Linked DNA regions of Mus musculus: all the other regions are linked to region 1. A link is a contact called in public promoter capture Hi-C data. All regions are on one chromosome and are shown on one strand. The core of a region is the stretch at or near the end of the contact, and the rest is flanking DNA. Distances in the headings are between cores, read along the strand shown.

Region 1 (7,215 bases), core at 1,973-4,472:
AGGCACAGATCTGTGTGTCCTGCTGTTATGAACCTAAGACCGTTCCTTCTGGTGAGAACAAAGGAGATGCTGCCCCTAGCCAGTTGGAACATGCTTGCAGAAGGACAGTGATGTATTCGCCCTCCTACCCTGGGACCTCTGTAACACTCCTGCCCCCCCCCCCCCCCCCCCAGAAATAGTGTGCATAAGGTTCAGAACCAGGGCTGTTGTTTCTTACCCTCCCTCTTCATCTATGTTTGGTCTGGCTTGTTCAGTCTGACTGGCACTGTGCCCACATTGCCTCACAAGCCCAATGGAGACACTCCTTAAAAGCAGAAGCAGGCAGGAGTTGGTGGTCAGGAGAGCTTTCTCACTTGTGTGCCACACCCTAAGACCTAAAGAGAAATGGCGGTTAGGGGGGGAAGAAGCACCAGCTCTGTCAGGGTTGGTGGGGTTGGGACCCTAGGCCTAGCTGAAGGGTCTAGCAGTGTCAATTCCCAGAGCAGGAAGAAGGCAGGAGGCTGGGGCTGGGCCTGCTATGCAGGGCAGTCAGGCTTTGTTGGTCAGTTACTCCCAGCTTCTCTCGTGTTTTCCCTTGTGCCTTTCCCCACTCCTCTCTGCATTATGCATGGCTTGTGGAGTTGGAGAACTGCAGACCTGTGCCCCGGGCACCTGAGCTCTTCTCTGTAAGAACGTGGACCACCTATTGTGAGCAGCCTCATAACTTTGTGCCCAGGGCTTCTATAGTCATCCCCACTGGAAGCTCGGTGGAACGTGGCCACCTATGCCAGCCTTGGGATGTGACCTGGGGCGTTAGCTCTTGTCTGTGTTACCAGCAGAAACGGGGCTGCAGAGTATGGCTCTCTGCCCTCAAAGGGCTGAAGAGGAACCCTCTTTGCTTGGCAGTTAGTGTTTTGTTATTTTAAGCTCTGACCCAACATAACAAGCACATCTCAGAGGGGGGAGCAAAGGGGTCTTGTTCTCCAAAGAGGAAAGAGGCACATTCCAGCAGGTCTCCAGGCATCTTCCCAGTGGGCTATTTAAAGCAGAGCCAACAGACACTCGGTGCCCAATATAACCTTGCTCCCCAGCCGTGGTCAGGGGGAGAGGGAGCCCTGGAGCTGGGCCCCATTGACTGGATACACCCTAGGTTTGGGTGAAGCCAAGCAAAGCTACTGGTAATTTTGTGTTTCCAAAACGATCAGTCCCAGGTTTGTCCAATTACTTCTAAACCAGACTTTATGCCCCAAACCTGGGGGAACTAGAGTCTCTCTTAATGCTATGTTTGGTAGAACAAATGGTAGCTTTCTCTGGTCCAGGAGGGAGAACAGGCTTGGCTGCCACTGAGGCCCACTGGTGCCCAGGCCGCTTGTGCAGCAGATTTGGAACCTTCTGTGGATGCTCCACAGGCAGTGATCAGAGAGCTAGCACAACAGAGAAGGAAACTGGCCGAGCTGGGGGACCGATTAGTGTTCCTGGGTGTGGCATGGGACATGGAGGTTCTTGCTATATAGTAAGTGTCCTGTAGGCCAGACAGCAGAAGCTTGGTCCCACAGTTTCTCTACTTCCTCCTTGTCTACTTGATCATCCAACTCCAGCTCCCCACACGGATGAGGGCAAGCAGCGTGTCTGTGCCTGATAAGAGTCATGGGGGCTCTCAGCCCCTTTTGTCCGTTGAGGAGCATCTCGAATGAGACATAACCAACAGATGTGAGAGACCTGAGAGGTCAGAGCCTAACCAGCAGGGCAGAGATGCCCACTGTGCCTGTTGAGTGTTTGAGCAACTCCATCAGTGCTGGGGCTCCGGTTTGGAGTCAAAAGTGGGTGCTTGAAGCCTTGGTGGTTCTGCTGCCCTGGTCCCCAAGTTTTCTAGACAATGGAGAGAACTTCCTGCTCTGGTGGCCAATAGAAACTAAGCGAGCTCCTCTCCTGCAGCCATAGAAGCTGGGCCTCCCTCTGAGCTCAGGGACTGCTGGAGCCTGTGTGTCCCAGATGTGGCTCAGCTGCAGTGCAGTCCCTCTGTTGCACACTTGTTAGTATTACCACAGGAGTTAGCTTCCCAGTCCCACACAAACCAGAGTGCACCCCCTCTGCTGAGCCAAAGAGACTCTCGGCCCTCCCCTTGGTTTCCAAAACTGAATGATGTTTTTCTTTCTTACTGGATAACAGTGTGTTTGCTTTGGAAGGGACGTCTCACGGGGACTTGAACCCCAGTGTGAGGACAGGAGGCAGAAGGGCTTAGCAGCCTCCTCTCGTGAGGCCCTGCCCAAGAAGGTTGTGCTTGCCCTGCACAAGGACTGAAGAGAAGAGCTGTCTGGGGGCAACCATTACAGTAGTTAGTGTGGAAGAGACTCTGGGGTCTTTTCCAAACTCATTCATGTAGTCACAAACTCCTTTCCAAACTTGGGGTTTGAATTAGGGTGCATATCCCTGGCTCAGTTTTCAGAGATCATTGCCAAAGGAGGATCAGGGGTCCTGGTAATCTAAGTGGGTGCAGAGACTCCTCCCTAGGATGATCCTGAGCCGGAAGCACACAGCGGTGAGCAGGTCAGAACTCCAAAAGACAGGAAAGCTGCTGCTCTTGTCCAGCATCCAAGTAGGCAGTTCTGCTGCTGGCTCTACCAGCTCCTGGGGCCAGAGGCCATTCAGCAGGCTGGGCACACCTTGTCCTGAGCCTTCTTGAGAACCAGGGAGGGCTCAGCCCTAATCCTTTCGGAAATGGAGGCTCAGCAAGATTGGGGGCCATATCCTAAACTCACTGAATAGAAAAGGTTTAAATGGATGTGTCCAGCAGCCCCCAGCCCCTGTGCCACACACCGAGTAGCAGTACATCCCCCTTCTCTAGTACCAGGTCCCAGGGGAAGAGCACTCAGGTATACACACAGAGGAGGTGACTAAATTCCCATAGGAGAGTGGCCTAATATATCCCCCAAGACGTTCCTCTCCGAGCTCATGCTAAGCTGTGACTCCTCGCCAGAGATACGAGACCCTGGCTGCCCTCCTTTCCCGATCCTGTCACCTCTAGCCAGTGTCTCTTACCTGGGAGCTCAGATAGTGGGGAGCCTCGAAGAGGTGTCCCAGTACAGAGCCTCTATGTACCTCCTGGAAGTCCTTTGGCCACCACCTTTGACTTCTTCACCAGCGCTGCCACTTTCCTGCCTAGGCGGCTGCTTCTCACTCGGGCACCTCCTGGTGCTAGCTCCCGGTTGCTGACAGCCAGCTGCTGTCCAGCTTCAGCGCCTCATCGCTTCAGCTTTTTTGTTGTTGGTTGTCCTGGAGATCTAGGTGTCAAATTACAGTTGTGAGGAGGAGCCCAGGGAGTCCTCCCCTGAGCTTGACTTGCCCTTCACGCCCTATGCCTTTCCCTGCCTAGAGGTCCACTCTGCTCTCTGGATCCCCAGACGGCTCCCTCTCTTATTCTTCCTCCTGTTCTGCCCTCCTCCTGCCTTTGAGCCAGGCTGTAGGCTGTAGGCTGTAGGCGGAGGGCTGGGGTTGGGCTAATGACAGAAGTGGTTGGCTGTGGTTCCCTGTGGAAATAACCCCGGGGGGCTCCGTCTGAGGTTGCCAGAGGAAGAGGGTGGAGTGACTCGCTCTTGGGTGCCCCAGCACCCTCTGGATGGCCTTTTTGGCTTGTGTCCCTGACCACCCTGGTCTGTCTCTTGGGCCACACTCTGGCTGCTCTCTCTGCCCTCTGCCAGAAAGAAAACCGGGCTACAGGATCACCCAAGCACGTCAGCAAGCTTTCAAGCAGCCCTCTGGTGTGGTACTCTGCCATCTACCCAGGGGCATCTGGGGGGAAGATGAGGATCCTAGATACTCTAAAAGTAGTCTGCGCCGGCCATGGTAGTGCACACCTTTAATTCCAGCACTTGGGAGGCAGAGGCAGGTAAATTTCTGAGTTCGAGGCTAGCCTGGTCTACAGAGTGAGTTCCAGTACAGCCACGGCTACACAGAGAAACCCTGTCTCGAAAAAAACAAAAAATAAGTAAATAAGAAAAAGAAAGAAAGAAAAGTAGCCTGCTTGTTTTAGTGAGGGGCCTTGGGTCCTTCTAAGAGAAAGGTCACTGCTGGTCTCGTTCTGCTCAGCTGTCTGCATGACAGCTCTGTTGGCCCATTAACGTTTGTCGGTCTTGCCACCAGCAGACCAGGCTGCAGGGGGAGGACTGACCTCAGCTCTGCAGTCAATGGAGCCCTTTGAATCTGAGCACAAAACCCCAGTGAGCCAGGGCTTGGGGCAGGGTGTAGACAACCATATGGTCACAGTGCCTAGATGCCAAAGCTTCTCAGAGACAGGACAGGCCACCACTGTACAGGCAGAGGGAACATTTGTCGTGTATATTCAGTGTTAGTGGGAGCTGGCTGCAAGAGCGCCCCCCAGTGGCTGTCTCAGCTGTCTTCCTGCCACTTCTATGCAGTTTTAGGGCTGTTCTTCACTTTGCTGGAGGGACCCTACTTCTTTAGAAGGTGGCATTGCAATTTGCTTTCCTTACAGTAGCCTGCTGTGTGGGGTCAGATCCGCAAGCAGTATTCAGACTAAGAAAACCCTCTGTTCCAAAGCTGTTAGTGCCGGCTAATCTTAAGCCTGGGCACTCAAACTGCCCTGCCTCGCGCTGTCTCTTCTGGTTCCCAACCCTGTACCACATTTCTGGCACTAGAGATGACTGTAAGGACCCTGATAGAACAGTGGCCTCTCCCAGGGCCTCAGCCTGGGGATCCGAAAAGAGACTGGCCTCCTGCACCAGGTGGGCTTCCTGCCACCAGCTTGGGCAGGAAGTGGTTATCCGCAGGGGAACATCTGGAGTTAGAGGCTGAGAGGGAGGCTCTAGTGAGGCTCTAGTGAGGCTGGATCTCCCTGGTGAGTGGGCTCACGAGTGACTAGGCATGATGGCCGCTCTCAGCATTGTGTGCCTCTAGCACAGTGACTCTCAGCCTTCCTCATGCTCTGGCGACCCCCAACCATAACATCCTTTTTGTTCCTTCTTTATTACTGGAATTTTGCTAGTTATAAATTGTAATATATGTTTTTTGGTGGATAGTCTTAGGTAAACCCTATGAACGGTCTTTCAAGCACCAGAAGGCTTGAGACCCACAGGTTGAGAATCATCTGTTCCAGGAGCTATGCTAGGTACAGCCTTCAGCCTAGGGCAAAAAGCTCATGGTGGGCGCCAGGGGAAGCCTAATTCCCTCAGGGAAGATCAAGATACCCATGAAAACTGTTTGTGGGAGCTCATGCCTACAGACCCAGAACTCAGGAATCTGAAGCAGGAAGCTCATGAGTTCAAGGCCACCCTGAGCTGTAGTGAGACCCTATCTTAAAAACAAACAAAAAAAGACTAGGCATGGTTGCAGAGGCGGCTTTCTGAGTTCTGAGGCCATCCCAGTCTACTGTGATGAGTACTCAGTAAGCTCTGGGCCAGCCCTGGCTACAGAGTGAGACCCTGTCTCTAAATAACAAGTACTAAAGACAGGCTGGGCTCTCCTGTCCTCTCCTCCTTCCCCACGGTGAGGAACACTTGTAGAACATCTCATCAGTGCTCACAGCCCGATGGAGCACCGTTGTGCTCCACTGTAACACTGCCCCACAGCAGTAGAGAGGCTGTGGCATTCACAGTAAAATGCCTATCTGATGTTGCCTTGGTGGCAGAGCCTGACTCTCCAGGGCATTCCTGGTCCCTGGGCAGAGGGAAGAGCAGGGCCCTAGAGCTTACAGGTAACCAAACAGACTGAGGCTCATATGTTACAGACCTGTAGGGAAACTGCTTCACCTCCCTGGCCCCGGCTCGGCCATGGGCAGCACCAGATGATGCTTCCCACGCCCTGTGGATAAAAGGGTACAGGACAGAGACTGGGGGATGCTCAGAGGTTGAGAGCATAGACTGTATTCACAGAGGCCCCTGGGTTCAGTTCTCAGCACCTCACGGTGGCTCACAACCATCCATAACAAGTTCCAGGTGATCTGACACTCTCCTGACCTCCTGATACACATAAAATAAACCAAAAAAGGCTTTGGAAAGATATGGAGTGTGGTGCTGGATAGTGAGTGACTCAGTGCTTGGAGACAGGATGAGCCAACACTAGCCACCTCAGCCCCTCAGCCCCTCGGCACTCACTGCCTGTTCTAGGTGCCGCCATGCTGCCATTGCTAAGTACTTTGGGGATGCACCCCCCGCCTGCGCCAAAGGCTGTGACTACTGCCAGAATCCTGCAGCCATAACGAAGAAGCTGGATGCCCTGGAGCGCAGCAGCAGCTGGAGCAAGACCTGCATCGGGCCCTCACAGGGGAATGGCTTCGATCCTGAGCTGTATGAGGGAGGCCGCAGGGGCTATGGTGGCTTCAGCAGGTAAGAAGCCATCAAACGCATAGTCATTCCACTGTACTAGCCAGGCCAAAGGTGGCCTTCCTGCAGTGCGACACATGATCTCCCTGGGGCCAGCACATCACTGTCCCGTCAGGTCGGGAAGGACAGAGCCCCTGCATGGCTGCTCTCACCTAGCCTGTCCTTTAGGTATGATGAAGGTTCTGGAGGTAGCGGTGATGAGGGCAGAGATGAGGCCCACAAGCGGGAATGGAATCTTTTCTATCAGAAACAGATGAGCCTGCGCAAGGTAAAGGGGGCAGAGGCCTTGATGGGGGCTCAGTGGCTCTATTTGGTTACTATTGCTATGAGAAAACACCATGTGTGACCAAAAGCGACATGGGAAGGAGAGGGTTTATTTGCTTGACACTTCCACATCACAGTGCAGCATCAGGGGAAGTCGGGGCAGGAGCTCCAGCAGGGACCTGGAGGCAGAATTGAGGCAGAGACCGTGGAAGAGTGCTGTTCCCTTGCTCAGTTTGCTGTCCTCTACAACCAGGACCACTTACCACAGCCCATAGTAACCTGGGCCCTTACACGTCCATCAGGAAAATGTCCCCACAGACCAGTCTGCCGGGAGGCAGTTCCTCAGCTGAGGATCCGTCTTCCCAGACGACTCTAGTTTCTATCAAGTTAACAAAAAGCCTAAGCCAGCGTGGTGACACATGACTCCAGTCCTAGCACTTAGGAGGCAGAGGCTGGAGTACAAGGCCAGAGACTGACTACATAGCAGAACTCTGTCTGAAATGCACTGCCCCCCCAAAAAACAAAAAACAGCACAGTGGCCCATGCAGGGTTTGGATGGTCCCCTGAGTACCACCTCTCAGTCCCTTCTCCAGCCTTGCAGCAGGATAGGATGTCTCATGTCCCTCCTGCTGAC
Region 2 (7,215 bases), core at 3,256-5,755, 940 kb before region 1:
GATTCTGAAACTAGCTCAGATCTCTGCAAGAGCAGCATCTAAGCCATCTCTCTAGCACCTCTGCAAGCATTTAAAATGAGAAGGGACAGTATGACTTTTTGGACTAGCGCATACACTGTACATATTACATACTGGACAGTCATGTGCAGTATCTTGTTGGAAATAAAGGCTACAACAGTAAAGCAAGATTTGAGGTTATAGCAGCAGGAGATGGTTGCCCAAACAAGTGCCTTTAGTCTGGCTACAGCCCACAGGCATAGCAGATCGGAGTTTTATTGGCCCACAGAAGTTTTGAATTCTAAGTACAAGATGGTACTAGAAGGTAAAACCAAAAATGGCTATCTTTCAAAAAAAAATTGCATATGTGGAAGCCAGAGGACAACTTGTCAGTTATCTTCACCTTGTGGGATGAAGTTCAGGTCAGGCTGTTCAGCTTGTAGGCAAGTGTCTTTACCAAAGCCATCTTTTCAGCCTTATTTTTTTTCCAAGACAGGGTTTCTCTGTGTAGCTCTGATTGTTTTAAGGCAGTGGTCTCCTGTAGCTCAGGCTGGTCTCACTGTGTAGCTTAGGATGACCATAAGCTTTTCATCTTCTTGGCTCTACTTGCTAAGTACTAGGACTGCAGCTAAGTGCCAACACCCAATTTTATGAAGTGCTGGGAATCAAACCCAGACCTACATATGTGCTAGAGAAACCCTGTTCCATCTGACCCATGTCCCTATCCTATCTCATTCCTAAATCTTGGAAGTCTTTCAACTCATGCCTGACTGCATGTCCCTCAGGAGGGGGCATGTGTGGGGCTGAATTTTAAAAAACAAAAAGAGAAGCCGGGCGTGATGGCGCACGGCTTTAATCCCAGCACTCAGAAATCTGCCAGGCAGAGGCAAGCGGATTTCTGAGTTCTGAGGCCAGCCTGGTCTACAGAGTGAGTTCCAGGACAGCCAGGGCTATACAGAGAAACCCTATCTCGAAAAACAAAACCAAAAAAAAAAAAAAAAAACTTTCAGAATGTGGTTCCCACTTCTAATCTTATCATATAGGAGGAAGGAGCATTGTCAGAAGTTCAAGGCCAACCTTGACTACATACAAATCAAAGGCCAGCCAGAACTAGACTTCTAGATTCTGTGTAAAAACAAACAATTAGAATCTGGGGAGCATTTAGAGGAAAAATATGCTTCCACAATGAGCCTCCCCCACCAACTACTCCAGATCCAGATGTGTAATGTCACATGACCTACTTGTCAGGGCTTCAGTCTCTCAACTACAGACACTGTCTCCCTAGGGTAGTTAATATGCAATGCCAGGCACAAAGCACTGAATATTAGCAACAGAAATATAAGCCTTCTGCCTGTCTTCTGGAAGAAGGGGTGCCCTGATAGACTAGCTTTGGCAAAGCTTATCAAAGCTGTAAAAGAAAGAGAGGGCCAAATTTACTCTAGGGACTGAGTTTACTCATCAGTCCACTAACGGCACATGGATGGGTATAGTGGTAAACACTGGTCACTCCAGCACTGGAAGGAAGGGGGGCAGACAGGAGGGCCCCAAACTCAAGGCCAGTCAGGCCAAAATGTCATAACCCTACTTAAAAATAACAATAATAGGGATTGGAAAGAGCTCTGCTTTTCCAGAGGATCAGGGTTCAATTTCCATCACCCTTATGGCAGCCAGCGAACATCTGGATCTTCTGTTCCAAGTGACCTAATAGCCCTTTTTGGCCTCTGAGGACACACATAGGTGGTGCTCAGACATACATACATACAGGCAAAATACCTATAAGCATAAAAAGCCTATGCAGTGATACTCCCCTTTAATCTCAACACTTGAGAGGCTGAGCTAGGTAGATCTCCATGAGTTCAGTCAGCCAGGATTGCATAGACTTTGATTCAAAAAAGAACAAGAAACATAAAAATAAACTTTATTTGGGGAGCAGAGAGGGAACGTAATACTGAGGGGTGGAGGCAAGAAGAATGAAGAACACTAGAAAATGAATGATGGAAAAAGCCAGAGAAACATTGTTTTGTTTACTGTACTTATGCACTTGATGTAAATGAAGTCCCGGGGCAAAAATACAGACCAGATGGAAGATTCAGCAGTTCAAAGCTTCCCACTCTTCATTTTCGAGAGGAAGTCACTGTGTTGTGACTGTGCAGACTATGTTGGCCTCAAACTCCAGTGATCCTCTTGCCTCTGCCTTTTGAATGCTGGGATTAAAGGAGGGATTAAGGGCATGGGCCATCAATTCCAGCAAAAAATTAATCTGTAAATAAAAAAATAAAGCAGGGGATGGTGGTGCATGGCTTTAATACACTTGAAAGGCACAAGTGGGCAGGCCAGCCAGAACTCCATAATGAAATCCAGTCTCAAAAAACAAATATCAGTACCTAAGCATGAGACCCTGACTTAACATATGTCTATAACACAATGGATTAGGCTTTGAGTACAATAAAGGCCCAGAGAAGGATGTTTCTAGAAGAAATGCAGATTTGTGTATAAAAACCCCGGGGTTCTTTACTCATATTGAGTGTCTTTACTCCCTAAATTTGGAAGGAAATTCAAGAGTTTTTGACATGAAGACATTTGGAAGCTACAGAAACAAGTTGTTTTGGTCTGCCTCTTATGTGTTTTCCCCTGTAACACTGACCTGCTGAGAAAGGACAAACTAAAAACAAGGAGGACATGGGAAAGTCAAGATCTCATCCCTAAGACTAGTCTCTCACCAAGTGAGGATCAAATTTTAGTACAACTAACAAAATTCACCGTGACATTTGTCTACAGAGGAGCAGAGTTCTTTATATTGACATATTTCAAACCAGAATGTTCTATGGTTTTATTTACTAAAACAAGTTTCTTAGAAATTCCTGAAACAGCCGGGCGTGGTGGCGCACGCCTTTAATCCCAGCACTCGGGAGGCAGAGGCAGAGGCAGGTGGATTTCTGAGTTCGAGGCCAGCCTGGTCTACAAAGTGAGTTCCAGGACAGCCAGGACTATACAGAGAAACCCTGTCTCGAAAAACAAAACAAGACAAACAAACAAAAAAATTCCTTAAACAATTTAACTCCAGATGTTACCAAATCATTCATATGGCTATTAAGACACTCAAGTGCAGTATTCTGACTTATGAAGTCTGTACCCCATGCCTTCTTGTCCTTTTCCTAGTTGTCTATTAATGCCCAAACTTAAAAAGATCCAGGTTATTAGTATCTTCCAACTCTGCTTCACGCTTATTTGTCCTGAAATATTTCTCTGTAGTACACAGCCAAGAATCTCTTCTCTAATGTTAGAGGCTGCTGGGAGGGCGGAGGAATACACCTTTAATCCCAACACTCCAAAGGCAGAGGCACGGTGAACCCTGAGTCCAGACTGGTTCACAGAATGTGTTCCACAATAACCAGGGATACATAGAGAGACCCTGTCTCAAAACAAAATCTCTGCTTCACTTGTGTAGAAGTCTGGGAAAAAAAACAAACAAACGAGGACTGCTACAGGTGGCAGCATTGTATAGCAGAAGGCTATACCTTCTGCTCCCCTTACTATTGCCAGGGACACCTACCTACCTATGGTCCAGCTGCCTACATTACAACACGAAAATCCTTTGTAAAACCCGACTACCTGGGAAGAGTTAGTCAGTTTTAGAGTAGCTATGAGCTCGGAGGGAACAAGCCAGTGCCGATGTATAAAATTTTATTGGGGTGTTGGAGACAGGAATCCCTGGTCCCAAAATTTAAACAGCAAAGATTACGGGGTTTGGGATAAACTCAAAAGCACAACTATCATCTATCGTGTATGGATCTTGGATTCGAGCCCCGGCACTGTTTAAGCCAGCATGGTGGCGCACACTCCTAACCCTAAGAAGCGGGAAACGGGGGTTCAAATTCAAAGCCTGCCTGAGCTCAGAAATAAAACAGAGAGTTAGGGCTACCACTCAGTGGCGGAGCACTTGCCTAACAGGCAGAGGTTCAATCAAGAGTACCCGGAGGTTTGGTGGGGAGGGGGGCAGGCCGTGTTAGATATACTGACAGATGCTTTCAAAAGAGTACAAAGTTAGCATCACAGGACAAGACAGCCACTTTCCTGGTGGAATTCAGTGAACTTCCTGGCACTGTCCCTAAATGTGTCACTGGAGCGCACTTAACCCCTCACCGGGCTTCACACCAGACCTGGTGCTAATGAACGAAGCCGAGAACTGAAGGACAACCCACTCCCGCTCCAAACAGGGGGCTCCCACGTGGGTGCCGCCGCACGCACCTGCGGGACGCGGACCTCCAGCACCGCCCGATTGCCTCCGGGAACTGGCTCCTCCCGGAACCGAAAGAGCTGGGTCCCGGCCATGAGGCCGGGCTCGCACGTAGGGGAGTCCAGGGACGCCGGGTCAGGAGGCGGTGCCCAAGGAGCGCGGGGCCGGACACTGTCCATGGCAAACACAGGAAGCCGGAGGCCGCAGCGGGCCCGGCCGGAAGGAGACCGCAGGGAAGCGACGCGCAGACGGAAGTGTTGCGTAGGCCAAAGCAGGGAGGGGCAGGGCGTCGGCGACGCGACCTTCCCAACATGGCGCCCAATTGGCGTGCATGAAGGCGGGTCTGGCAGGTCGCTGAGGCCAATGGCGGACCGCATGAGGCGGTGGGGCGGGGAGGAAGGCCGCTGTTCGCCCAACCCAAAGCTCCGGTGGCGGCTGAGGAGTGAATCTTCTGGAAGGCGACTTTAAAGGCGCCGGGCCGGAGCGAAGGGCGTCTCGGGGCCGCGCCAGCCAGGGAGGGAGGGCGCGTTTGGTGGCAGGAAACGCGAGCCGCGTCGGGGTCGGGGCGGAACCGGACGGCGAGCGGCTCACGATGAACCACAAGAGCAAGAAGCGCATCCGCGAGGCCAAGCGAAGTGCGCGGCCGGAGCTCAAGGACTCGCTCGACTGGACCCGGCACAACTACTACGAGAGCTACCCGCTGAACCCCGCGGCCGTGCCGGTGAGCGGGGCGCGGGACCCCACACGACGGCTGCCCGCCTTCCGAGGGCCGCTGGTCCCCCGATGGGGCCCCGCAGCCCGGCTGTCAAAACTCGCTCGGTCGTGGGAGCTTCGGGCCCCTCCCTCCCGTGAAGGGGTGGCTCCGGGTGCGACGTGCTCGCCCGCACGCACGTGGGCCTCCTTCCGTCCCTCCGGCCCCCTGGAGGAGCAGAGGCTCGCTCGTTCCTTGCTCGTGTGTGCCATTGCTCACGGGTGTCTTTGCTAATTGGCCCTGTGGGACACCTTTATCCGCCACTGGACTTGTTCCAGTGTCCTAACGGGACAGGTCTTTTGTTGTTCCCGCAGGATAACGTGGAGAGAGCTGATGCCTTACAGCTGTCGGTGAAAGAGTTCGTGGAGCGCTACGAGAGGCCTTACAAGCCCGTGGTTCTGCTCAATGCACAAGAGGGCTGGTCCGCACAGGAGAAATGGACTCTGGAGCGCCTCAAAAGGAAATACCGGAACCAGAAGTTCAAGTGCGGCGAGGATAATGACGGCTACTCGGTTAAGATGAAGATGAAGTACTACATCGAGTACATGGAGAGCACCCGCGATGACAGTCCCCTTTACATCTTCGATAGCAGCTATGGCGAACACCCCAAAAGAAGGAAACTTTTGGAAGACTACAAGGTGCCCAAGTTTTTCACAGATGATCTTTTCCAATACGCGGGGGAGAAACGCAGACCCCCTTACAGGTAAATTATTTCACGTTAAGTTTTCAAAAACCATGGACAGTGACAGGCAGTGGTATTTTTGTAAGGCCAGCCTGGGCTACAGAATGAGTTCCAGGACAGCAAGGGCTACACAAAGAAACCCTGTCTCTGGATAAACACACACAAATCCGCAAGCCTGTTAGCAGAACTCTGTCTAACCTTGTAAAAGCAATGAAAGTCTTCCCTACACATTGACCTGTTTATAGTCCTACTTCGGAAGAAGGATTCCATGGGGGTGGGGGGGTGGGGAGGCATCTGGATTCCTCCAGGGCATTTTTTTTTTTTTAAATAAAACTTCATGCATGTATATGTTTTACCAGTCTCTGCCTGTTGGTTGAGGTCAGAACCTCAGGAGCTGCAATTATGGATAGTTGTGAGCCATTGGGATCATGTGAGGTGCTAAGAATTGAACCTTGGTGCTTTGAGGAATTGAGTGCTTCTAACCTGAGCCGTCTCTGCCCAGCCCCAGGTCATTTTAGTGCAACCATTGCTTTATCAAGGAAGTTTTATTTCTATTTTTACAAGTGTGGTTTCTTATACTGACTCTTTGTAACTCACTGTGTTACCAGGTTGACCTTAAACTCACAGAGATCTGCCTTCTAAGTGCTAGACATTAAAGATGTTCAATATTGCACCAGGCTTGGTTTGGGTGTTTTGAGATAGGGGTCTCTGTGTAGCACTGGTAGGCTTTGAAATTAAGATCCATCTGTGTCTGTCTCCAGGATGTTGGTATTAAGAGCTTGGGCTACCACACCTAGTGGATCAATAAAAGTCCAGCAGTAATTTGCATCAGTCCATTATTTTTTCTGTTAGACGTCAGTTCATATATAGTTCACTTAATATTGTATATCAGAATGTAGAGTCTCTGAAGACAGCATGCATGATTGTGTATTATAGAGACTTCTATGTCACACGCATTTCAGATTACCTCTCATGGCTTCATGCTTGCATCCTGTAGGTGGTTTGTGATGGGGCCACCGCGTTCTGGAACTGGGATTCACATCGACCCTCTGGGGACCAGTGCCTGGAATGCCTTAGTTCAGGGTCACAAGCGGTGGTGCCTCTTCCCAACAAACACACCCAGAGAACTCATCAAGGTGACCCGAGAAGAAGGAGGGAACCAACAGGATGAAGCAATTACCTGGTTTAATGTCATCTATCCCCGGACACAGCTTCCAACCTGGCCACCTGAATTCAAACCCCTGGAGATATTACAGAAACCAGGAGAAACTGTCTTTGTACCAGGTATAGATGAGCTAGAAGAAACTATACCTGTTCGTCCCAGCTCCGACTGGTCCGGACTTGTCCTGTATTGCCATTTTGGAGTAGAATCATAGAATGAGACAGAAGGGCCCTTTTTATCTGTTGGGTGTGTGCACTCCCTCCTGTGGCGACAGAGTTAGGGACTCAAGTCCAAAGGGAGAGAGAGCACCTCCATGTCCCACATGCCTGTGTCCAGTAGTAGGCCAGGTTCTGCCTGCTTTCCCTGGCTTTTTGCTGGAGTGAGTG
Region 3 (7,215 bases), core at 1,691-4,190, 750 kb after region 1:
AAGCAGACAAGGAGAGAGCATCCTTCTTGAGCCTGAGCTGTAGCCCAGCTCACTGCAGGAGGAGCCTGCAGCCACCTCACCCTGAAGTCTATGCCGACGGTGGCTATGAAGGTTCCGGACAGGAAGGCCCCGTCTTTGAATTGGATCAGGAAACAGGTTTTGCCGACGCCCGAGTCTCCAAGAAGCATCACCTAGGAGATGGGGGCAGAGGCAGTTAATAGCAACTGGAGGGGGGAGAAGGGGTCTTCTGAGATTTCAGATGCCCCAGAGAGGGTCAGAGAAGGAGAGATGGGTGGAGAAGGATGTCAGCAGGACAGAGGGACACTTGCCTCCAGTGAGCCTGTCCCTGTCATCACCATGCCTCTCTCCCCCAGTCTCCTTGCCTCAGCCTCTGAGGTTCTCCCTCTGAGCTTCTTGTACTAGTCAATGTCCTTGAAGCTGAGCTGAGACCTCCAAAGTACTTGGAGATCCCCAGAGAACTTCACATTCCGTTGGTCTATACCTTGGATATATATTTGCCCATTGCTGGCCAGTGCAGAGACTACTGATGCTGAGTGTATGCTCAGGTGGGTGGGTCTCCCACACAGGGAAAAGGACCTCTCCTCCCGTAGCCTACCAAGACTTGACAGGTGGGTGGGAACATGGTGGTTCGGGTCCTTCATCCCAGCATTTGAGAGGCAGAGGCAGGCAGATCTCTGAGTTCAAGGACTAGCTAAGGCTAAATAACCAGCCCCCCCCCCCCATCTTTAAAAGAAGAAAGAGAAGACTTGATGGGCAGGACACTCTCTTTAAATTACTATTGTTTGAGTTTCCTTTTGGGTCAGACAATTATTTGGAAGTGTCTAATGAGGGCTTACGCTCATAATAGGCTTGCAGGAATTAGGGAAGACTGGAATTTATTCTGAGATGGGGAGCCAGCTTGTCTGAAGTTTTTAGCAGAAACCTCCCAAGAGGGACAAATGGCTGTGAACTGGCATCTTTGGGTCACTGTGGAGAACATGCAGGTATGGTAGAGGGAGTTCTCTGCTCAGTCATCTTGGAGAACGGAGGTGTAGACTCAACACTGGAATGTTCCCAGCCGTCTGGTTAGACTGCTAATAAGGTTGGAATTGCTCAGGGCTCTCTGAACTTGATAGCGGAGCCACAAAGCTAAAAAGCTTTTCTTCCTTAGCTATGGGGTCTTGGGCCTGATTAGTTGATTGTGGGGCAGAGATGTCAGAGTGGGTCGGAAAGGAAGGGATGCAAGGCTGAGTTCCCGAATTATAAAAACCCTACTGTGTGCTTTGGGGAAATTTTCATCGGCTTGCCCACCATAGTAGGAGGAAAGTGGGGGTGGGGTGGGGGAGTGGGGCTCGTTCCTTTGCAGCCTTTCTGGAGCTTGTCAATGACTAACGACAAGATTGATGGGGACCACTTAAGAAGAGTGCCCAAGACCCCAGACCTAAGGTGCTCCAAGGATCTTTTCTCATCATGCTCTTTTCCCACAGCTACAGACTCAGGACTGGGCCAAGCCTGGCAGGCTGGGGGTCAGCTATTTTGCAGGTGCTCCCAGCAGGCACTCTGATGGCTCTGGGGCCCCAGCCATACAGGGGGAGGGAGGGAGGGAGGCAGGCGAATACCGGTATTTGTGTACTTTACAGATCACAGCTGCCTTGAGCAAATGATGCAGCCGGTCACCCAGCCCATCAAGTCCACCAAACACAAACAGCTGCTCAGCCTTGCCACCTCCTAGGTAAACAGCTCAGTTGTCCTGCAGGGCTAGGAGGTCAGGAGATCCCCATCAGCCTGGGGGTGGGGGCTGGCCATCAGCAACTCCCCTCCCCTGAGGACTTAGAGCCCCATTTCCTGCCACAAGCCCACACAGGACGCCTATCTCAACGTCTCTGGGTGGGTAGGCTGGCTGACTGGCTTCCCCTGAAACCCTAGGGGGTGGAGATGTGAAGCTCCTAGTGAGAGTGAGATCTGGTGTTTGAGAGGAACCAAGACCCTGAAAGAGGCAGGTACCCTTCAAGACCAGGCATCACTTCTACCTGGCATAGCTCTTACTTCTCTCTCCTAAACCCTGTAGAAAAATAGTGCAAGAGGCTGGCTGGCTCAGCATCTCTTTTTAGAGTTCCATGTACTTGCTTAAGCCAAGGACACCAATAAGAGAGGTGGTGACAGACATCCTTTTATTCAGGGCATTCCTGCAGAATGTATGCACCCCAGAGAGTTGCCTTTAAGGTCGTCGGGGGGCCGGGCGGGGGGAGGGGGAGAGTGGGCCATGGTCACTAATTGCCATGTTCTTTCTCAGCTTCTGAAAATTCCCAAGTGGACTTGTAGGCTGGCTACATGCAGCCTGGGGTGTTGGGAAGGAGCTGTGAGTCTATGTCTGGAGGCAGTGGGGAGGGGAAGGGTGGGATGTACCGCTGAGTGGGGACCCAAAGCACTGCACGCCTGTGACAGGTGTCACTTTTTGAGGCTTAGCTCAAAAAGGGCATTAACCTTGAGATGCCTCTGAAGGCGGGGATGCCCTGTCTGTGTCTTCAGAGAGTCCCTGTCTCCCAGTATTCCAAAGTGTGGCAGAAGGAACTGGGTTTTTGTTCCTAGGGTGGGGGAGTCTTAGTCTTTCAGATCTGCCTTACCCCATGCCCTCCGAGGTCAGCCTAGAACCCTAGAGACTGGGATGAGCCCAGGGGTTATGCCCCAGACCAGAGACCCAGCTGACACTTCCAGAAGAGGGGTGTAGACAGGGAAGGACAGGGTCCTAAGGCAAAGGACATCGGGAGGGATGTCCCTAAGTGCCGGCCTGGGGGGTCCCCAGCACTGAGCGCAGAGCCCACCCACCTTGCCGGTGAGATCGTAGTTCGGGCTGAAGGGCGGGGAGCGCTCAGGGGCCTCGCCATCCCCAGCGGTAGCAGCTCCTGGTGTGCCAGTCATGTCCCCGGACAGTCAGAGGTGAGCCCGGCTCGAAGCAAGCGAGGGAGAGCGAGGAACCGCCCTGCCCTAGGCTCCGCCCACTCCTCCCTCCCCATCCACCAACCGGCTCGGACCCTGATAGACTCCTCCCTCCGTCCCGCCATCCCCTCGACGACGCCAGCCAGGACGTCTGAGACTCGCAGAATGCACACCCTAGGGAGTGGCAGTCCCCCTGAGAGACATTAGCCTAGTTTAGTGCTCTTACAGCACGGAATGAGTCCTGCTACAGGACCAGCCCATTAAGGTCGCAGTGGTGAAGTTAGATTGCCATCGAGGCTGCGGACCCGGGAGACCCAGCTAGCTGCGGAAGGTGTGGGGCTTGGTTTCCTACTGCGGCAATGCAGTGGCCAGCAGGGCGCGCCCGAGCTCCAGCCAGTTGACAGTCCGGTACTTACCTGCAGGCAAGAAGCTGGGGACGTCCCTGAACAATGTTGGACAGGAAGTTGCATTCTGAGACTAGCACCCAAGCGGTTCTGATAGACCTCAGCTCATCTGAGCCTACTTTTTCACCGACACTCACCTTGGAGCGCACTGACCATCTGGGGAGCTCCTGGGTGGTGCTAACACTTGGAGCTCTTTGCCATGTTTCTCCCTCATTTGTTAGTCTAAGCCCCTGATGTCCTCCCACCACGGGAAGGTGAGCTCTTGAAGCCCATCTTTCCAAGGGGACAAGATAGGGCCAACATTATTCAGGGAAGGCCTAGGCCTAGCCACCGAGTGGGTGCCACAGGAATTCATGAAGTCGTGGGTCGTTTTGAGCTGTTTCTAGTACAGCCCAGGAACCCTGCAGCTCCGGATGACGGGGGATATGGAGAATCTGGGGTTGCACATACCAGGGTTCAGTAGCTTGTGGGCCAACTTTTCAACATCTCAACGCTGTATAGAAAGGAACAGGATGCGGGGACTGGATGCGGGGTGTAGGAAGGGGGTTGGGCCCCTCAACTTTTTAGGTGAGGGCAGTGAGGGCTGGCTTTGGGGTGACTATGACTTGGGAAATGGCTGTGTACATCAGCAGGAACTATTTCATGACAGCTGAGAGGAGATCCCGGAGCCTGGATGGAGGTGACTTTGTCGAGGTGGGAATTGGAGAGGGGTAGTGGCTTGCCCCTTGCTCACCGTCCACTGAAAACTAATGTTGTGGGGGTACATCGTGTCCCCCAAGAGATATGCTGAAGTCCTAGGCACTGGTACCCAAAATGTGTGTGGCCTTCCTTGGCAACAGGAACATTAGAGATGTAGGTTAGAACTGGGCCATACTGGAATAGGGGTTCCGTGATGGTTAATACTGATCATTAACTTGGCAGGCCCTAGAGTCATGCTGTGAGGGAATATCTTAATTAGGTTGACCGAGGTGGGAAGACCCACTCCAGAGGAGGGCAGCATGAAAAGGAAGAGATCACACCTCTTGTTCTCTGTTGCTTGTTTGAGGTTAGCTGCCTCAGGCTCCTGCTGCTGGGGCTTCCCCCGTCTCGATGGAATCTAACCAAACTTCCCTTCTTCACACGCTGTTTGTGTCCGGGTATTTTATCACAGCAACGGGAAAATTAACTGAGACAAGCCCCTAACCCAGTGTGACTGTGTGATGGGGAAAGGTTTAAAGCAAATGGCTAGAAGACAGCCTCGTGAAGCCAGAGGTAGAGACAGGAATATTTGATGACTCCAAGGAACAGGGACGATGCCCGGAGCTAAGAGAAGCTGGGAAGCGGTAGGGAGAATTCGACTGGGATACTACTGACCCCTTGGTTTGGGACTTTGGTGTGTGTTGTTGGCTCCATTATTATTTTGGGAGGAGGCAAAGGCTTCAGAGGTTAGGGCTTAGCTGGTGTTAGGGATTGGTTCTAACGCTGTCTCAATTCAATTCGGCTCCCAAAGGCAGAGGTCCCAGACCTTCTGTCTCCGCCCCCAGCTGGATTTGATTGGCATTAAAGGATTGCTTTACAGCCAATGGCTGGGCAGGTAAACTGAGGTGGGCGGGACCTGGGGGATTTGTGAGGGCCGGCAGCCAGGGAGAAAACTGGAGATGATCTAGCGAGATGGGTCAGATTTAGAGCTGCAGAAGGAGAAACCGTCCAAAATGTAAGTGGGAAGGGAAAGCAGCCCTAGGGGAGGGGCCCAGAAGGTAACAGGGCAGCGAAGAGAGAACCCAGATTCAGAAGGCGTTGAGTCAGGAGTACCGGAGGGAAATGTATGCTAGCTGGGCGGAGGATCAGAACTGCCCAGCCTTTGAGCTAGTCAAGACATATCAAAAATAAGCTAATGTGTGCGTGTGTGTGTGTTCTTTTCGCGAATCCAGAAGGCTCTGCTTGTAAGCACGCAACTGTCTGGGAGCCAAAGTGGTTTAGCTAAGCTTGCCACTACAGCTGGAGCTAAGCTACTGGTCACATATACTTGCTTACACTTGCCTTAGAGGAATGGGTTTGGGATGGAGCAACCCAGGCACCTCCAGAGACGACAGAGATAAAATCATTCTTACAGAGAACCGGGGAGAGTTCAGTCCTTTTTCTGGGCAATGCTTGTTAGCAACTCTGGGTTATGTTCCCTGGGCCTGCAGCATGCAGGCAGTCAAGTATGGATGAGCCATGCTTTGTCCCCTGAGATGCTGTAATATCCTGTGGTGTGTTCAAGGGCAGTCCTGAGACAGACAGAAGCACGAGGGCCTTAAGGACCTTCAGAGTGGGGCTGTGTAGAAGAGACGCTCACGCAAGGGCAGGGAATCATAAGATGTAGCCTTCAGGACAGAGGGAATGATCTAGAACATACCACCAAGGCTTTCTGACCTCTGCGCTGATACTGTGTGCATGCCCCAACAACCTGAGTCTCTCCCATAGCTGCTTACATCTCACGTCTTACCACAGTCACACACTCTGACACCGACACTGTAACACAGCCATGCCTCACATGCACACCTCACACAATCCCTTAACATACAAGCTTCATATCACAAACACACACTAGATTGCATGTCATGAAACATCATTACACTCATCTCCTGTCGTAGCACAAGCATACCATGTCTTACACGACTCCCAGACACAGGCCCCCCACTTCACTCCAGACAGGTGCTTGTCTCTCAGCACATGGAAACCACAGACATAATTTGCATTCCACCACGAGCTCATAAAATACATCAATGCCCACATGCCCTCAAATTGACCCCATAACTCACATCCTCAACGGATGCCCCAATCACTCTCAAATATAAAACACTATAAATTACCCAACCTCTTTCATGTCCCCCAGATGCGAAGTGCACATGCACACCACATTACCCTCCAACCAGAAACTCTCACCCTACTGTGCTAGAGGACACTCACACTCCTGATAGAGGGAGAGCCAGTGACACCGGCATCTCTCCTTCCTGTTTAGAGGCACATCTGAGTTCTTCCCAGACATGCAGGTGGACTGAAGAGAACCCCAGGGCTGTGAAGCACCCAGCCCACTGACTGCAGGGTCCAGATGTGGAGGGAAGACTAGGGTAGAGGCTGGAGCAACAAAGTTGACGCTCAGGTTTTTCAAACCATGGTGCAAAGATCACTCACAGCACAGCACCCAGGCTGTACTGGCTAGTTTTGTGTCAACTTGACACAGCTGGAGTTATCACAGAGAAAGGAGCTTCAGTTGCGGAAATGCCTCCATGAGATCCAACTGTACGGCATTTTCTCAATTAGTGATCAAGGGGGAAAGGCCCCTTGTGGGTGGGACCATCTCTAGGCTGGTAGTCTTGGGTTCTATAAGAGAGCAGGCTGAGCAAGCCAGGAGAAGCAAGCCAGTAAGGAACATCCCTCCATGGCTTCTGCATCAGCCCCTGCTTCTGACCTGCTTGAGTTCCAGTCCTGACTTCCTTAGGTGATGAACAGCAACATGGAAGTGTAAGCCAAATAAACCCTTTCCTCCCCAACTTGCTTCTTGGTCATGATGTTTATGCAGGAATAGAAACTCTGACTAAGACAAAGGCCATGTCAAAACATCGACTCTGTCCCTATGATGATCCTACTGGAGCAACCCAATAAGTGTTGAGAAGTGCGGGCCTCAATTGTGTGCTGCTTTGACCAGAAGATGGGGGGGGGGTTTAGACTTTAACAGGCAGTAGTGAGACGATGGGAAGTGGACAGAGGAAGGTTTTTGGAGATGAATTTTGCAACATGGTTTCAGTAAAACTGGAGAGTCTTGGGAAAGTTAAGACCAGTTGTAACAAGGAAGACCTGGCTTGCAGTGGGACAGGGGTTGGTGGGAAAGGTTAACATCTTGTGGTTTGAA
Region 4 (7,215 bases), core at 2,349-4,848, 510 kb before region 1:
AGGGCTTGGAACTGTCTAAGCTTTTACTTCTGCCTTTCACAGATGTTTAAAGGAACCACAGGACCTTGGAAGGTGGGGTTGTCTGAGGGCACTCTCTCGGGGATGGTGCAGAGCGGGTATTTACACAAAGGAGGTGAGATACTTGCATTCACACATAACTTCCCTACCCAGTGTGTGACCCTTCCTGGACCAGGTTTTTAAAGTTAAAAGCATTTTTATAGCTCTCTTGATAGCAGCCGCTTCTGGGCTCTTCCTCTCCTCTGAGTCATTTTCTCCCTCAGGCATTCTCCCTGGCCCAGATCTCCAATGAGTGAGCAGAACAGAGCTAAGGAAGGCCCAGGGAGGGAAGCAGGCCTCTGCAGCTCCAGCCCAGGCTCCTTGGAGAGATTAGCTGATTTGTCCTTTGTCCTAGGGACGCTCCATCCAGAACTGTATGAGTGTGGCTGTGCTGTAGACTAGAATTCAAACTCAGTACTTAGACAGTCTTGTTGATCCAGAACTCCCTCTAAATTAGCACTATACCTTTCTGTTTCTGATCATCACTTTTAAAACAATGAGTTTGGGGTGGGGGGCGGTGAGGAGATGTGGCTGAGTTGGTGGAGTGTTTGCCTAGCATGCACGCAGCTCTGGGTTCAACCCCCAGCATCCCCAGCAATGAATAAATTGATCATGGCTGTGCATGTCTATAAACCTCGCTCTGGGGAGGTAAAGGCAGGAGGATCAGAAGTTCAGAGCCATCCTGAGCTACAGAAGAGTCTGGGGCCAGCTGAGGCTACTATGAGACCTGCTTGCCAAAGGCTGAGGTTACGGGCATGCACTACCACAGGCTGGGAGTTATCTTTAGGCAAAGAAACTGAGATGAGGTTTCTAAGGGATAGGTAACATCTACTTCATCCACTGGATTTCTAGATGTGTGAGAGGTTAAAATAGGGTACGGAGCGGCTACCTGCTTGTCCCTGTGGTAATATAGTCCAGGACCTCAAAAGAGCCTCTAGAATTCCACATGAGCTGCTAGCCCCTCCCCCCCAGCTGCAATCTACATAAAGTTGCTTTTTGCTTTCTAAATAAGCAAGCAAGCAAACAAAACAAGCCTGGCCCGGAGCCTCACTGCCGTGGCTGCTCTATCTTATGTCTCTTTACTTTTCCAAGGCTGTGGGTATGATTTCCTCATGGGAGGAGGCATCACCTTCTAGGATGGGAAGCGCTATGGGAGATAGGAATTAATCTATATCAGGCTCCAAGCAGGCTGAGGTCCTATGAGTGTCGCTACTTTTTGTTTATTGGATTTATTTATTTATTTATTTATTTAAAGGCATGGTCTCACTATGCAGCCCTGGCTAGCCTGGAACTCACTATGTAAACCAGGTGGGCCTTGAACTCACAGAGATCCACCTGCCTCTGCCTCCCAAGTGCTGAGATTAAAGATATTCACTACGAAACCTGGCTGTACGTTGTTACCCTTGAATGTATGTCTGTGCACAATGTGCAGTGTCAGGTCCCCAGAGTCAACAGAGGGTATGACATTCCCTGGAACCAGAGTTACAGATGGTTCTGAGATACCATGTGGGTGCTGGGACTCAAACTTAGGTCCTTTGTAAGAACAGGAAGAGCCTTAACTGCTGGCCCTTCTGTCCACAGCCCCAGACAGAGGATCCTGTAATCAACAGTACTGAGGTGGGCAGCACAGTGAGACCCCCTATCTCAAAAATAGAAATGGTTGTGTCACTTTTGTCTGCAAGTCTGTGGTTTTTGCTGTTTTATACGCTCCAAGGTTTCATGTGGCCTGAGCTAGCTCATTATGCAGTCTGGAGTTCTTGATCCAGCTTTCTCCACTTCCCAAAGGCTGGAGCCACACGCAGTCACCTGGCACCTGTGAGGAAGGATCTGTGTGTAGAGAAAGGAAAATAGAGGGAGGCTACAGCTCTCCCCTAAGATACCTCTGGAAGCCTAATGGTTAGGGCTGGGGGGCTGCAGGGAGAGCTCCAAATTCAGGTGAGCCCTGTGACCTGGATGAGGGTGTCTGGAGCAGGGACTTGGCCTCCCTCATTATCACCCGATGTGCATGATAGGAGTGGGTGCCTGGCTTCCAGGGGACCTTGGGGGAAAACCAAGGCAATTTTTCATAAGTAACTTTAACACAGAGTCAGTTAAATTCAGGTGAATGAAAATGCAAAATACTCTTGGGAGGCAGAGGCAGGAGACTCAGAAATTCAAGGCCACATTGGTTACAAGAAGTTCTGGGTCAACGAGAGCTACATGAGATCTGGTCTCAAGGTGGAGGGGGAGCCGAGGAACTGAGATATATCCCTAGAATCCACACAGTTGAAGAGAAAACACTTCTGCAAGTTGTCCTTTGACCTCTAAAATCACCTGGCGATACAGGAGAGGAACCCCCCCCTGCCAACACACAAATAAAATGTTAACATCAACAACAAAACTTAAACCACACCAACCCCTGCAAACCACACACACACACACACACACACACACACACACACACACGGGGGGGGGCGGGGGGGTGAGAGAAGAGAAGAGAAGAGAAGAGAAGAGAAGAGAAGAGAAGAGAAGAGATCAGGAGACAGACAGATCTACAAAACAGTTTTACAAACCTAAAGAAGGGAATCAGTCACCCCAAACTACTGTGTATGTTGTTGAAAGTTGACGTCATGCTGAAACAGTTCGGAACCTTGATCAGTCTCCCCCCAGAGAAACAAAAACAAAACAAAAAAATCCCCAAAACCTCATCATACCCACAAATACATAAATGTCTGTAATTAACTGAGCAATGACGTCTTCTGCCTGCCCACTGTGTGTGTGTGTGTGTGTGTGTGTGTGTGTGTGTGTGTGTGTAGGGAAGTCCTAGATCTGCCCTATCAAATTCCCTTTTTGATTCGAGGACTGTTCACTGATAGGCCACACAAGGCTCTTTCCAGTGTCTCCAGAGAACAGTTCACAAGGGACAGGCTCAGAGTGACTATCTTGAGTTAATGCCTACCAATCCAAACCCTAAAGGCTACCCGAGCTGTCCCAGGAAGGAGGTTACAAACAGCATTTACGGAGGGATGGCCACATCTTAGCTGACCATCCCAACATCCCCTATGCAGTCTTGGTGACATTTGGGATGTGAGGTTGGCAGAGCACTTGGGGTTCAGGCGGTAGGGGCATGAGGGATGTGGATGCTCGCCCCTGGGCTATGACCTCGACAGACGCGGAGGAGGCGGGGCTCTGGCTGCCAGGGCGGGGCGGCTCGCTGTGGGATTCAGGGACAAAGACGCGCGAGCTCGAGGCAGGCCTCCCCGGTGCCACGGGGGAGGCGCACCCGGAGCAATAATCCCACCGGGACACCGCTCGGGTGCGGCGGGGACCATGCTTCTTCCACCCGCCGTGGCCGAGCAGCTCCGGGAGACTCAGACCCTTGCCCGTCGCTGCCGCCGAGCCCCAGGCCGCATCCGCGCCGCAACCTCCGCGCGAAGCACGCGCCGCGGGCGCCCACCGCAGCTCGTTTCCTATTGGCTGGCCGGCCCGCGGGCGCTCCCGCCCCGCCGTCCCATTGGCTGAGGCCGCCGCGGTCCCCCCGCGCGCTAGCCGCCGCTGACATCACGCGGTCTGAGGCGGCGGCGGCGCCCCCGGGCTCAGCCCCGCAGCCCCCTCAGGCAGAGGCGCCGCCGCGGTGCCCGGCGGAGGATGGTGCGCGCCGTGCGGGCCGCTCCCCGCAGCCTCAGCCGCAGCAGCGCCTCAGCCGAGCGGGCCGCGGCGGGCAGCCGACCCCCGCACCGGGCGTGCGGCCGGCCGGCGCGCTGAGGCTCGGACGCCGGAGCCCGGGCGACGCCGCGATCGCAGCGGCCATGGGGGCCCTGACGAGCCGGCAGCACGCGGGCGTGGAGGAGGTGGACATCCCGTCCAATTCCGTGTACCGCTACCCGCCCAAGTCCGGTGAGGGCCGGGCGCGCGCCACGGGCCGGGCGGAGGGGAGGCCGCGCGTCGGATGCTGCGGGCGGGCAACGCGGTGGCCCGGGCGGCCCCGAGTCGGCCGCGGAGCGGGGGAGGTCTTCGGGATGCAGGGCGGGGGGCGCTCCCCATCCCGGGCCTCGGCGACGCCACGCGGAGGACTGCAGGTGCCTGCAGGGTCACCGAGGTCACCGCTCGCGTCCTCCGTGGTAATCTGCTCTGCGACAGGGACGCGCGCCGCCGGGGATGCGGCGTTGCAGCGGCTGCGGGTTGGAGAGGCATCCCTGACAGGCACCTGTGCCAGGTGTTGTCCCCGGGCTGTCGCATCCATGTCCCTTGGGACAGCTAGAAGTGCGTTTCTGCGAGCGTGAGGAGTAGTGCGGGAGGACGAACTTGCTTAAGCAGTTCTTCGCTTTTCTGGAGACTATCAGGGCGGGGATTGGGGGAGAAACTAAGTTAACAGAGATGTGTAGGAATCTGACAAGAGTCACTTGGATTGCCCCTTTCCTAGTTTCTGTCAAGGAGATGGCTGGAGACAGAGCAAAAGTGTTTTCTGTCGTACACTGTCACTTGAAACAGTCAATGCCTCCATCAGCATCAGCATTGCAGGAGAGTTTTGACAGCAGATGAGAAAGTAGTCCACTTGAGTGAGGACTGCTGTTCAAGCTGCTGGCGAGTGACCCAGCTACATGTCCTTTATCATCACCTTTATCTAAAAAAAATTTTTTTTTGCTTGCTGATCTCAAGACCCCCGGGACTCGTGTCTACCACCTTCCCTCTGGCTTGAGGACCTGGTGTGGATTTTGATGCGGGAGTAGTGAGTGAGGTGTCAGAATTGGACAGGGTCCCATTCTCTCTTGGTAGAATAAAGACATGCTAATGAGTCGAGCTGATTTCTCAGCAGTACATCCAGTTTCTGCCAGGTGGAAGCTGGGACCAGACAATGAACCTGCCTCCCTGCGGAGTGAGTGCCAGTAGCTCCCTGTCTTGCTGCTTTTGTGCCAGAGAATGAGTCCTAGCAGAAATGAGTGAGAACCACTTTAGAGAGGTCTGACATTAAGCAGCGATTGTTAGTGTTTTTAATAAACCTCTTGCTAATAATGACCGCATGGTTACTTTTATCTATTAAAATTGCATCTTGGTGCCCTGAAGGCTGAGGCAGGATTGTTAAATTTGGGGTCAGCCTGGGCTACACAGTGAGACTGTCTCAAACAAAATAAAACCAATACAACAACAAAAAGGAGGCTGATCTAGCCCCGCTCCCCAGCCATAGGATTACAAATGTGAGCCACTATACCCAACTAGCATTTTGTTCTTTTAAAAACACAAATATGAAGCCAGGTGTGGTGGTGCACGCCTTAATCCCAGCACTTGGGAGGCAAGTATGTATATATCTCTCTGTGAGTTCAAGGCCAGCCTGATCTACAAACCGAGTTCTAGCCAGGGCGGTTATACAGAGAAACCCTGCCTAAAAAAAAAAACTAAAAAGCACAGCAGCAGTTGGGTTTTTCCTCTTAAGTGCCTTAGCCTTTTATCGATCAGAAGATAGAGCATGCTTTGCTGAGCTTGGAGTTTGTGAGAGAGTCCGCTGCCTCAGGAGAATATTTACCCTTCCTCCACTTAATCCTCTTGCCTTAGCCTCCCCTTCCAAACAGGAGGATTACAAGGTGAGCTGCCACATCTGGCTCCAAAGCCTTTCTTAACTAACACATTTAGTATTTAACAATTCAAAAATGCTCCCCACTCTGCCAATCTCTGAAATGTTTTACCTAATTTTAACTCATTTTTACTTCTTCATTTTTTAGTGTTGTTTTTGAAACAGGGTCTTATTTAGCACTGGGTGGCCTCAGAGTGATTTTTGTAGCCAAGGATGTCTGCAAATTATCAACTAGGCAAGTTGATAATCTAGAATGTAACCATAGTAGCTTCCTCTTAAAAAGAATCTATTTTTTTTTAATTATGTGTGAATGTGTGTGGCTGCAGCGGCATTGGACTCTTTGGAGCTGCAGTTATAGGCATGTATGCAATTGTGAGCTACTGAGTGTGGGAGCTGGCAACTAAACTACTTGTGTCCTCTGCAAGAGCAGCATGGGCTCTTAACTAGCGGCTCCCTCTTTTAATCTCTCTCTCTCTCTCTTTTTTTTTTTTTTTTTTTTTTTTTTTTTTTTTTTTGGTTTTTTGAGACAGGGTTTCTCTGTATAGCCCTGGCTGTCCTGGAACTCACTTTGTAGACCAGGCTGGCCTCGAACTGAGAAATCCGCCTGCCTCTGCCTCCTGAGTGCTGGGATTAAAGGCGTGCGCCACCACGCCCGGCTTAATCTCTCTCTTAATTTGTCTGTCTTCCTTCCTTCCTTCCTTCCTTTCTTTCTTTCTTTCTTTCTTTCTTTCTTTCTTTCTTTCTTTCTCTTTCTCCTTTTTTTTTGAGTCACCATCTTACTATTATCTTATCAGGAACTATTGAGATCTCTGCCTTGGGCTCTGAAGTGATAAGGATTTCAGGTGTAATACAGTGTTTGGCTGTTTAATTAGTCTTGCTAAGCTAGAATTTTTAATTGTTGCAAGAGTGCTGGAATACATTTAAAAATGAATAACTATACAGTCTTAAAATAATCACTATTTAAAAATTACACTTCGGGTTGGAGAGGTGTCTCAGTGGTTAAGAGCACTGATTGCTCTTCCAGAGGTCCTGAGTTCAAATCCCAGCAACCACATGGTGGCTCACAACCGTCTGTAATGGGATCTGATGCCCTTTTCCGGTGTGTCTGAAGACAGCTACAGTGTACTTATATATAATAAATAAATCTTTTTTTAAATTAAACTTCTTCCAAAAAGTTCAGTGCCAATCATTTAGTGTCAGAGGTAAGTTGTATACACGAACAATTATAAGAATGCAGAGTCACACAGGCCCTGTCCTATTAGCGTGAACTCTATTTAAACTATGATATCAGTTACTGTTATTATATCAGTAAATAAAGTACAAAGCTGCATGGTTGTAATCAGTAGATTCAGACAACACATTTGTAGGAACCTCCATTTATCTGTGATTAGAAATCTTTAACTCTAGCACTCTGAGGGCAGAGGCCAGCCTGGTCTACATAGAGAGCTCTAGGACAACCAGAGCTAGCCAGAGAAATCACGTCTCAAAAAACCAAACTAGCCTGGCATGGTGGATCACGCCTTTAATCCCAGCACTTGGGAGGCAGAGGCAGGCAGATTTCTGAGTTCGAAGCCAGCCTGGTCTACAGACTGGGTTCCAGGACAGCCAAG

The links. Promoter capture Hi-C pulls out the DNA fragments that hold promoters and counts their contacts.
Region 2: a promoter capture Hi-C map of pre-B cells shows a contact between it and region 1, with 3 times the contacts expected there. The contact joins the promoter of Mettl23 here to the promoter of Smim5 in region 1. A contact is called at or near these places in 3 of 39 promoter capture datasets (the HPC-7 cell line, hematopoietic stem and progenitor cells and pre-B cells).
Region 3: a promoter capture Hi-C map of pre-B cells shows a contact between it and region 1, with 2.9 times the contacts expected there. The contact joins the promoter of Rab37 here to the promoter of Smim5 in region 1. A contact is called at or near these places in 1 of 39 promoter capture datasets (pre-B cells) and 1 of 115 datasets of contacts at active chromatin or transcription factors (pancreatic cancer cells).
Region 4: a contact with region 1 is called in a promoter capture Hi-C map of pre-B cells, with 2.2 times the contacts expected there. The contact joins the promoter of Rnf157 here to the promoter of Smim5 in region 1. A contact is called at or near these places in 1 of 39 promoter capture datasets (pre-B cells), 1 of 484 Hi-C or Micro-C datasets (embryonic stem cells) and 1 of 115 datasets of contacts at active chromatin or transcription factors (pancreatic cancer cells).

What each region holds. Positions count from the first base shown.
Region 1 is chr11:115,896,146-115,903,360 of GRCm38.p6, reverse strand. It overlaps Smim5 (small integral membrane protein 5), which reads right to left and starts at 3,222. Exons shown (of 3, transcript NM_183259.3): 1 at 3,019-3,222. Recql5 (RecQ protein-like 5) reads left to right here. Exons shown (of 19, transcript NM_130454.2): 8 at 6,102-6,320; 9 at 6,486-6,585.
Region 2 is chr11:116,840,805-116,848,019 of GRCm38.p6, reverse strand. It overlaps Mettl23 (methyltransferase like 23), which reads right to left and starts at 4,505. Exons shown (of 5, transcript NM_028865.3): 1 at 4,246-4,505. The coding sequence starts at 4,413. It overlaps Jmjd6 (jumonji domain containing 6), which reads left to right and starts at 4,571. Exons shown (of 6, transcript NM_033398.3): 1 at 4,571-4,955; 2 at 5,300-5,688; 3 at 6,665-6,951. The coding sequence starts at 4,827.
Region 3 is chr11:115,149,903-115,157,117 of GRCm38.p6, reverse strand. It overlaps Rab37 (RAB37, member RAS oncogene family), which reads right to left and starts at 2,940. Exons shown (of 9, transcript NM_021411.4): 1 at 2,827-2,940; 2 at 81-191. The coding sequence starts at 2,919.
Region 4 is chr11:116,409,415-116,416,629 of GRCm38.p6, reverse strand. Rnf157 (ring finger protein 157) reads left to right here and starts at 3,598. Exons shown (of 19, transcript NM_027258.1): 1 at 3,598-3,933. The coding sequence starts at 3,846.